Linked DNA regions of Sus scrofa: region 2 is linked to region 1. The links are chromatin contacts, called in public Hi-C maps. All regions are on one chromosome and are shown on one strand. The core of a region is the stretch at or near the end of the contact, and the rest is flanking DNA. Distances in the headings are between cores, read along the strand shown. Region 1 overlaps AK4 (adenylate kinase 4). Region 2 has its middle 5.8 kb from the start of MIR101-2.

Evidence for each region. Hi-C and Micro-C count contacts between places; a contact is called where the count stands out from the background.
Region 2: a Hi-C map of omental adipose tissue shows a contact between it and region 1, with 2.3 times the contacts expected there. The contact joins two enhancer-like sites. A contact is called at or near these places in 1 of 5 promoter capture datasets (liver), 13 of 47 Hi-C or Micro-C datasets (brain, embryonic fibroblasts, fetal skeletal muscle and 7 more) and 1 of 2 datasets of contacts at active chromatin or transcription factors (skeletal muscle).

Annotation. Positions count from the first base shown.
Region 1 is chr6:147,204,140-147,208,317 of Sscrofa11.1, forward strand. All of the region lies in intron 2 of AK4 (adenylate kinase 4), which reads right to left. Among named protein-coding and RNA genes, the nearest start is that of AK4, 51 kb to the right of the region's middle. Within about 2 kb of position 1,717, at least 14 of the 83 cell types and tissues checked have an H3K27ac peak or open chromatin away from gene starts, as enhancers often do. A contact at or near this core is called in mesenteric adipose tissue, omental adipose tissue and retroperitoneal adipose tissue, where this site is marked.
Region 2 is chr6:147,322,965-147,327,142 of Sscrofa11.1, forward strand. It overlaps a transcript of JAK1 not described here. Among named protein-coding and RNA genes, the nearest start is that of MIR101-2, 5.8 kb to the right of the region's middle. Within about 2 kb of position 1,902, at least 5 of the 83 cell types and tissues checked have an H3K27ac peak or open chromatin away from gene starts, as enhancers often do. A contact at or near this core is called in mesenteric adipose tissue, omental adipose tissue and retroperitoneal adipose tissue, where this site is marked.

The DNA of each region.
Region 1 (4,178 bases), core at 467-2,966:
AATGAAATACCATTTAAAAAAAAAAAAAAAAGAAGACATGCGATTGTCGGCTTTTCTTCTGTAGGCATGTGTTGCCCAGTGGGATGTAACACTCTTCAGAGGCCTGATTCAAAAGAAAAATGCTGTATAGCACAGGAACTATATCCAATCTCTTGGGATCGAACATGATAAAAGATAATATGAGAAAAAGAATGTTATATACATGTATGACTGGGTCCCTTGGCTGTGCAGCAGAAATTGACAGAACGTTGTAAATCAACTATAATAATAAATTTACAAAAAAGAAAACTAGGAAGGGGATAAGGTCAAAGCAGTTAAGGGTACCAGTCCAGGGTGGTAAAACACATGTGCAAAACCAGGACGCAATACGGTAGTGCCAGCACATGTGGTTTTGTTCCCCAGCATCTACCTTTTCCTTGGACACCGAGGGCTCTGAGTACACATCCTGGAATATCTGAGGACGAAGATCATTCAACTCTCAGGGAAAACAAAAATACAAACACTGCACACATTCAAGTGGCTCTGACTTCTCTGGCTTGTGCTTTAAAAAAAAGTCCCAGAATTACCCACAGAAAACAGTGTTCAGCACTGCTCAGAACGAATCTAATGGAAAAGATGACCACGGCCGACACGATGACTCGCCTTTTAAAGGTATCATCACCAATGAAAAGGCTAAAATTATATCCTACTTATAATTCCAAAGTTCAAGGTACTTTCTGTGAAACCGAACTTTGACAAAGATTTGAAATGTTTTGATGCCGATACTTCACGGTATCTGGGAGACAATTCTGTTACCTCTTGGGATAAATTATGACCAAGTCTGAGAACGTGCAGGTTACGATTTAAATGCACCTTTTCAGCAGTCAAGTTTAGAAATGAAAAAAAAAACAAAAAACAAAAAAACTATTACCTAATGCACTACACTACCAGCCCCATCTCACTGCCAGCTTTTTTTTTTCTCTTTTTTTAAGTGAAGAATCTCTGTTTGAGCTGGTTACTGTTCCCTAGCTACTAGATCACCTCGTAAGCAGTCAATATACTTTTTTTAAAAAATGGTTTCCTGGAGTTCCCGTCATGGCTTAATGGTTAACGAACTCTAGTCGTATCCATGAGGACGTGGGTTCGATCCCTGGCCTTGCTCAGTGGGTTAAGGATCCCCTGTTGCCATGAGCTGTGGTGTATGTAGGTCTATGGCTACAGCTCTGATTCACCCCCTAGCCTGGGCAACTCCATATGCCATGGGTGTGGCCCTAAAAAACAAAAAAGAAAAAGAGAAAAGAAAAAAGGTTTCCTAACAAAATTAGAAGGCTTATTTGTGCACTACAACCAGCTGGAAGTCGGTGTGTCTTAAAAAGTGGATATTATTTTTAGAAAACTGCTCTCACACGTGAAACGTCTAAGGGAATTAAAAGGGAAAACCCATACCTCTATACACATAGTCACACATAAAAGAGGGCTTCTTACCCAACTGAAAAGGGTCCTGTGAAGGCCAGGTGGGGCTGAACTGTTTTTAGCACGGACCCGGCTGACCAAACCCCAGAGCCCTCACCAGGCCCAGGCCCCACCACCCCCGGGGGAGCCTTGGCTGGCGGCCACGCCACTCACTTCCGCCCGCCATTTGCAGGACGCCTCTCGACCGCCATATGGACCAGGAGGATGAGTCATCCGTCATCCCCAAGTCGCTTCTTGACCTTTCCACATTCTATCACCTTCAGCACGCTCAACAGGCACGTCCTCCCCAGAGCATGTGCCCTGACAGAAGGTGTTTCGAAAGCGCCACCGAGAACTTAGCCTTCCTGACGGCCCTCCCTCTGCCAAATGGATTTATTCCAGAGCTTGAAAGAAAAATCACAACCCAAAACCGTGACCAGATGGGTTTTTCAAGGAGAAACGCTACAAGCTAAATCAGTGAGGAGACTGACGTACTTCACCAAAAACAGGCCTGGATGTACAAGAACTTGAACGGTTATTCGCCCTGAAAGGAGACGTTACAGCAAAAGCAAAGCAGTGAAAAGACACAGAAAACATTTCATAACCGAAGCTGACTTTTAGACGTTGCCTGGCTAAATAGTTTTTCAACTATTTTGGAACATAACACTTCACGGAGTCACCAAAAAAGAATTCATGACCTGCACCTCGTGTACAGCAAGTCACAAAAGCTCATACTTACAGAGCACTTACTCTATTCTTCTAAGCACGTTCCCTATATTCACGTAACTCCATCCTTTTCGGAATCTCTGTTTTCCATGAGGAATAATTTTTTAAAAATTAAAAAAAATAATAGTGCAGAGCTAAGGTAACTTGCCCAAGGTCATCGCCAGTAAACGACAGAGCTAGGTTTCAGAGTGGGTGGTCTGGAACTCACTGGAAGGAGTAGTTATTAACCAACCACCTTCCCAAAGGAGTTTAACATAGATGATGCTTTTCTAAAACACATTTTTAAGCTTACTTAAAACTACCCAAGCCTTACAATTAAAGGATGTAAACTAGCGAAAATACTGTGAGGTGGTAACAAAGCTGAAGTTCTGCTTTGCTTTTTTCAGCCATGGCAAACAGCCACACAAAAAGTAGTGGGGGGCTGACTTTTGTGGGTGGAATGTCTAGAGTCTGGAGAAATAAACATAGCTGGAGAAGTGCAGGGAAGGTGATGAGAGCCAAGAAACTCCAACAGCCGGGCAGGCAATCAAGAAAGGCCAAGAGCCGGCAATACCTAACATCAGTTACAACTCCTCGCAACCCTTCCTCCTCAATGCATTCTTTCAAGAACGGTAATAGAGGTCCTGCCATGGCTCAGCGGTGAGCAAACCGGACGAGCATCCCTGAGGACATGGGTTCGATCCCTGGCCTCGCTCAGCAGGTTAAGGATCTGGCATTGCCGTGAGCTGTGGTGTAGGTCGCAGATGCAGCTTGGATCCTGCATTACTGTGGCTGTGACGTAGGCCAGTGGCTACAGCTCCAATTAGACCCCTGGCCTGGGAACTTCTGTATGCTGCAGGTGTGGCCCTAAAAAGATCAAAAAAAAAAAAAAAAGGTACATCCTCTCCATCTCACTGGTCTTGCCTCAATTCAGGCGTTCAACATCCCTTGGTCCAATTATTCCAACAACAATCGCTTATACGTCCTTTTGTCACCACCTCCTCCCTATCCCAGTACCTAAATGCTCTACTGCGAACAGAAGTCTTTCTGGGACACCAAAAAATCTGATCACGTGACTCCCCTTCTTTACAAGGCTTCAGTGGCCCCAATAATTTCCAGCCCCACCATCTTCGTACAGAATCAAAGTCCTCCACCCCAGGACCTCCCCAGCCTCTCTCTATTTGCAGGCCCAAGAGAACACCAGGCTAAGTCATTCCTCTCTTACCCATCACACTGGCCCTCTGCTGAAAAATCCTTCTCGCCCACCCCCATTCATCAACCTGAAGAACATCTCTCTATTCATCTCTTTTTCCATAAAGTTGTTCCAGGGAGTTCCTGTCGTGGCTCAGTGGTTAACAAATCCAACTAGGCACCATGAGGTTGCGGGATCGGTCCCCGCCCTTGCTCAATGGGTTAAGGATCCGGTGTTGCTATGAGCTGTGGTGTAAGTCACAGACGTGGCTCAGATCCTGGGTTGCTGTGGCTCTGGCACAGGCCAGCGGCTACAGCTCCAATTCAACCCCTAGCCTGGGAACCTCCATATGCTGCAGAAGCAGCCCAAGAAATGGCAAAAAGACAAAAAAATAAAATAAAATAAAATGAAATAAAGTTGTTCCAATCCCACCTCCCACCATTAGAACAGATAATTCTCTCCTTTGTGTCCTCGGGGTACCACATAGATATGATTTTATCATACTGTCAAAACCCAATTTTTTACACATTTAACTCCCCTCCTGGGAGAAGTCCCTTAAGAATAAAGTATCTTGGGAGTTCCTGTTGTGGCAAAGCGGAGGCAAATCCGACTAGGAACAATGAGGTTGTGGGTTTGACCCCCGGCCTCGCTCAGTGGGTTAAGGATCCAGCGTTGCTGTGAGCTGTGGTGTAGGTCGAAGATGCAGCTTGGATCCTGGGTGGCTGTGGCTGTGGCACAGGCTGGCAGCTGCAGCTCTGATTCGACCCCTAGCCTGGGAACCTCCATATACCATGGCTGCGGCCCTAAAAAGCAAAAAAAAAAAAAAGAAAGAAAGAAAGAATAAAGTATC
Region 2 (4,178 bases), core at 652-3,151, 120 kb after region 1:
TGTAATTGGTTCCTTTGGGGCAGGGGAGAGGGGTACTTTCCACGTAGATTCAGAAAAGCTTTTCTCAATATCAGTTGGGTACCTAGATCAATGAATGATTCATAGGATGGTGTGAGATTCGTGTATTGAATTCTTCGTATGTTTTGGTATGTCAACAATAACAGGCACTTTTCAGAATGAATTAAAGAGGGGCTGCAAGAATGTGCTCTGGAGAGTCTGCTAGAGGTAGAGGAGGGCGTGGGAGGGAGCACTTGCAGGCGAGGAATCTGAGGATGCAGTGACAGCTGCTGTGAGTGTGGAAGTTGAGAGGCTTACTATAAACAACGCCTGCCACTTTTGCAGAGTGACTAATATCCTGGCCAAAACGTAGCAATGTCAGGATCCTCCACCTTTACCTCGAAAACGAACCCCATGTCTGAATCAGGATGTCTCCATTTTTTCCCCCGGATTCTCTCAGCTGAAAGAGTTCAGCCTTCAGGAAGGGCTGCTTCATAAATGATCATCACTAAAGTATTAACAAACTTTAAGGATTAGAAGTAGGGCAGAAAACACCTGGCATAATTTGAGTACTTGGTGGGGGCTGTAGAATGACGTGCTGCATGAAGGATGATGGCATCAAAGACTGCAGGTGATAGGACTGTCTCTACCTGCATTAAAACGGCAGCCACTAGTCACAGGTGGCTGACAGGCACCTGAAGTCTGGCGAGGATGATGAAGAAGTGAATTTTTTTTTTTTTTTTTGCTATTTCTTGGGCCACTCCTGCGGCATATGGAGGTTCCCAGGCTAGGGGTTGAATCGGAGCTGGAGCCACCGGCCTATGCCAGAGCCACAGCAACGCAGGATCCGAGCCCCGTCTGCAACCTACACCACAGCTCACGGCAGCGCCGGATCCTTAACCCACTGAGCAAGGGCAGGGACCGAACCCGCAACCTTATGGTTCCTAGTCGGATTCGTTAACCACTGCGCCACAACGGGAACTCCTTATTTTTTTTTTTAACTTTAATTTTAAAAACTGGTGATGCATTCGATTATTGGAAAACTTCATTTGGTTAGGAAACAACTCGAGCATATGCATCTCCTTTGTAAGCTGTAAATTTTGTGAAATCTAAATACAGATTGAATATTTCTGATGAAAATGTAGTGTTTGAATTGAGATGTTATCACCGTAAGATACACTCAGGATTTCAAAGATTTAGTACAAACAAACCTCAGTAATAATTTTGGTTTTGATAACACGTTCTACTGAAAATATTTTGGGTATGGTGCAAGAAATGAAATACATTGTTATGCCACCTGAACCTATTTATTTTTTAGCTTTTAAACAGTGTGACTGCTGGAGTATCTACAGTTACGTACGTGGCTTGCTTTTTACTGCCGGGACAGCGCTGATCTATATCTTTGTTCCTTTTTTCTCCCTGGATTAATTTCAAAAGAGGTGACTGCCTGAAACAGTTACTTCATGTCTGTCAGCCCTTTACTTTCACCTGCTCTTTTCCATGTGGACGTTCGGGGGCCCACAGAGTGACAATTGTAGTACATGAGACTAATGGTGACTTCTTCCCAGATTTCTCTGCCGGAGGCGTGCCCCGCTCGGGAAGGTCCATAGAGAAGTCCAGGGTCCTGGAAGGGCTCCTAGGGGTGTCCTGGGAAAATATAGGGCAAGAGTGTGTCTGGCAAGAGCTGCTGTTGTATAAGGCTCCTGGGCATGCCAGAATATATCAGAGAACAGTGTGTGGCATGGTAATACTCGTGACACCTGCTGGCATTTTAGCGGTACCACTCACTTTTATTTTCCCTTTCTCTGCATTCGCTTTCTGCTCCACCTCCTAGTTCCTCTGGTGGTGATTGGGCCCACAGGGTTACTGACCCCTCTCCTCCAAAAAATTATCCTGCTGACCTGAACGGAGATGTCTTTGGGGTTTGGTTTGATCTAATTAGATTCAGTGATGGCACTGGCAGGAACTTGGGGGGCATTTAGTACTGTCGGCTCATTTTTATAGAGGACAAACTGTTGATTGCTTTGCCTGTAGACTCACAGACAGAGGCATTACCTGTATTTTTTGTGGATGACCTATTTAGAGACTCCCTGGGAAATCAAGAAGTTGATCAGTGATCAGTCACGTATTTGTAGAGCTTGCATTTTGTGGAAAGGCCTGGGATTAATGCTGTGAAGGGACAGGAAGAAAACAGTCTCTGATGTCAGGACCGCGCCTGTTGATGTGAGGAAATAAGATGTGAACGGTGCCAAATTCAGTCACAGTTTAAGATACCACCCTTCATACCGAGCGCAGGACCTCTGTGTTACAAGGAGAAAGAAAAGTGCTTTTTTCCACGTGTTGGAAGTAGAACTGTGTTCCTTTTCCAGATGTAGGAATAGAAGCTCTGAGAATGGTGGACTCTGCAGAAAAGAGGAGTGTGATTGTGTTTCTGGAACAGCCCAGGGCTCTAGAGGTGGAGGTCAGTGCTAGTCTTTGGTGCTGCCCCCTCTTAGCTGTCCAGGAAGAGGGAATTTGAGAACCCAGACCCCGCATTTTGAAATGGCAGTGTTGCCGGTAATGAGGAAATCCTAGATTAATTGGAGACGGCCAGGAGATGGTTAGCTAGGGGTAGATCATTTTTGAAGTCAGCTGATGTATTTTCGACTAGTTATTCTAAAGGGTACAGTAGCAGAGGTGAAAACAGAATAACATTGACTTGTAAGCAGACTCTGAAAATCGGGGGGGAAAAGTTAAATCTCGCGCAACATCTGAAAGTATAGACGGGTGGACTAAAACTATGAATGCTGAGTCCGTGGGTAAAGGGGAAGGCCCATGTAAGAGAAGATCTATTTAAATTTAATATCTGTGAAATATGAAGTGTGGGGGGGTCCATTTCCTTGTAAGTTTTTAGTCTCTTGAAGCCTTTTTGGACTAAAATCCCCAACAACCGAGGACTAAGACATGTCTTTGCTTGTACACATAGCTTCTGCGTTAGTTTTTCTCTTCTGTGGGGACCTACCAAGGTTACGCAGTGTGACTGTTGCGATGTGAGTGCTTGGAGTGGGTAAAACAAGGTCACCGCCTTGCAGTTCCTCCCAGTTAGTGCTTCTCTCTGAGAATTGGGGCTGACTTGGCACAAAGCAGTTGTCCTTGGCTTTTCCTTGCCCTTTTGGCCAATTTATTTCTCCTAAAGAAAGAAAAAAATGAGTAACCTCTTTACTCCAGGTTTCCCACTAACCTTGGCACGAGTTAGTTTCTGAACCCTTTTTTTTCTTTAATTTTAATTTTTTTATTTATTTTTATTTTTTGGAGTTCCTCTTGTGGCTCGGTGGGTTAAGAATCCAACTAGTATCCGTGAGGAAGCAGATTCAATCCCCAGCCTCATTCACTGGCTTAAGACCTGGTGTTGCTGCAAGCTGCGGTGTAAGATGTGGCTCAGCTCTGGCATTGCTGTGGCGTAGGCCAGTAGCTGCAACTCCCATCCCTAGCCTGGGAACTTGAAAAAAAAAAGGGTTTTTTTCATTTTTTTAAAAATTTTTTATGGTTGCACCATAAAAAAGTTCCTAGACCGGGGACTGAATCCAAGCAGCAGCTGCGACCTGTACCTCATTTGCAGCAATGCAGCATCCTTTTAACCCACTGCACCGGGCCAGGGATGGAACTCATGCCTATGAAGCAACCTGAGCTGCTACAGTGGTATTCTTTTTTTTTTTGTCTTTTGTCTTTTGAGGACTGCACCCACCGCATATGGAGGTTCCCATGCTAGGGGTCTAATCAGAGCTGTTGCTGCCAGCCTACGCCACAGCCACAGCAACACCAGATTCGAGCTGCGTCTGTGACCTACACCACAGCTCACGGCAATGCCGGATCCTTTAACTATAGTGGGATTCTTAACCCACTGTGCCACAGTGGGAATTCCAGTTGTTAAATACTCTTTTTTTCTTTCTCTAGGGCCACACCTGTGGCATATGGATGTTCCGAGGCTAGGGATCAAATTGGAGCTGTCGAATAGCCGCTGACCTACCCCACAGCCACAGCAACGCCAGATCCTTAACCACCGAGCGAGGCCAGGGATTGAACTCTCATTCTCACGGATATTGGCGGGTTTGTAACTTGCTGGGTCACAGTGGGTACTTCAGTTTTTAAATACGTTTAACAGCAAAACTTTGCAGTAAAATGCAAGTATACCTTCTCTGTAC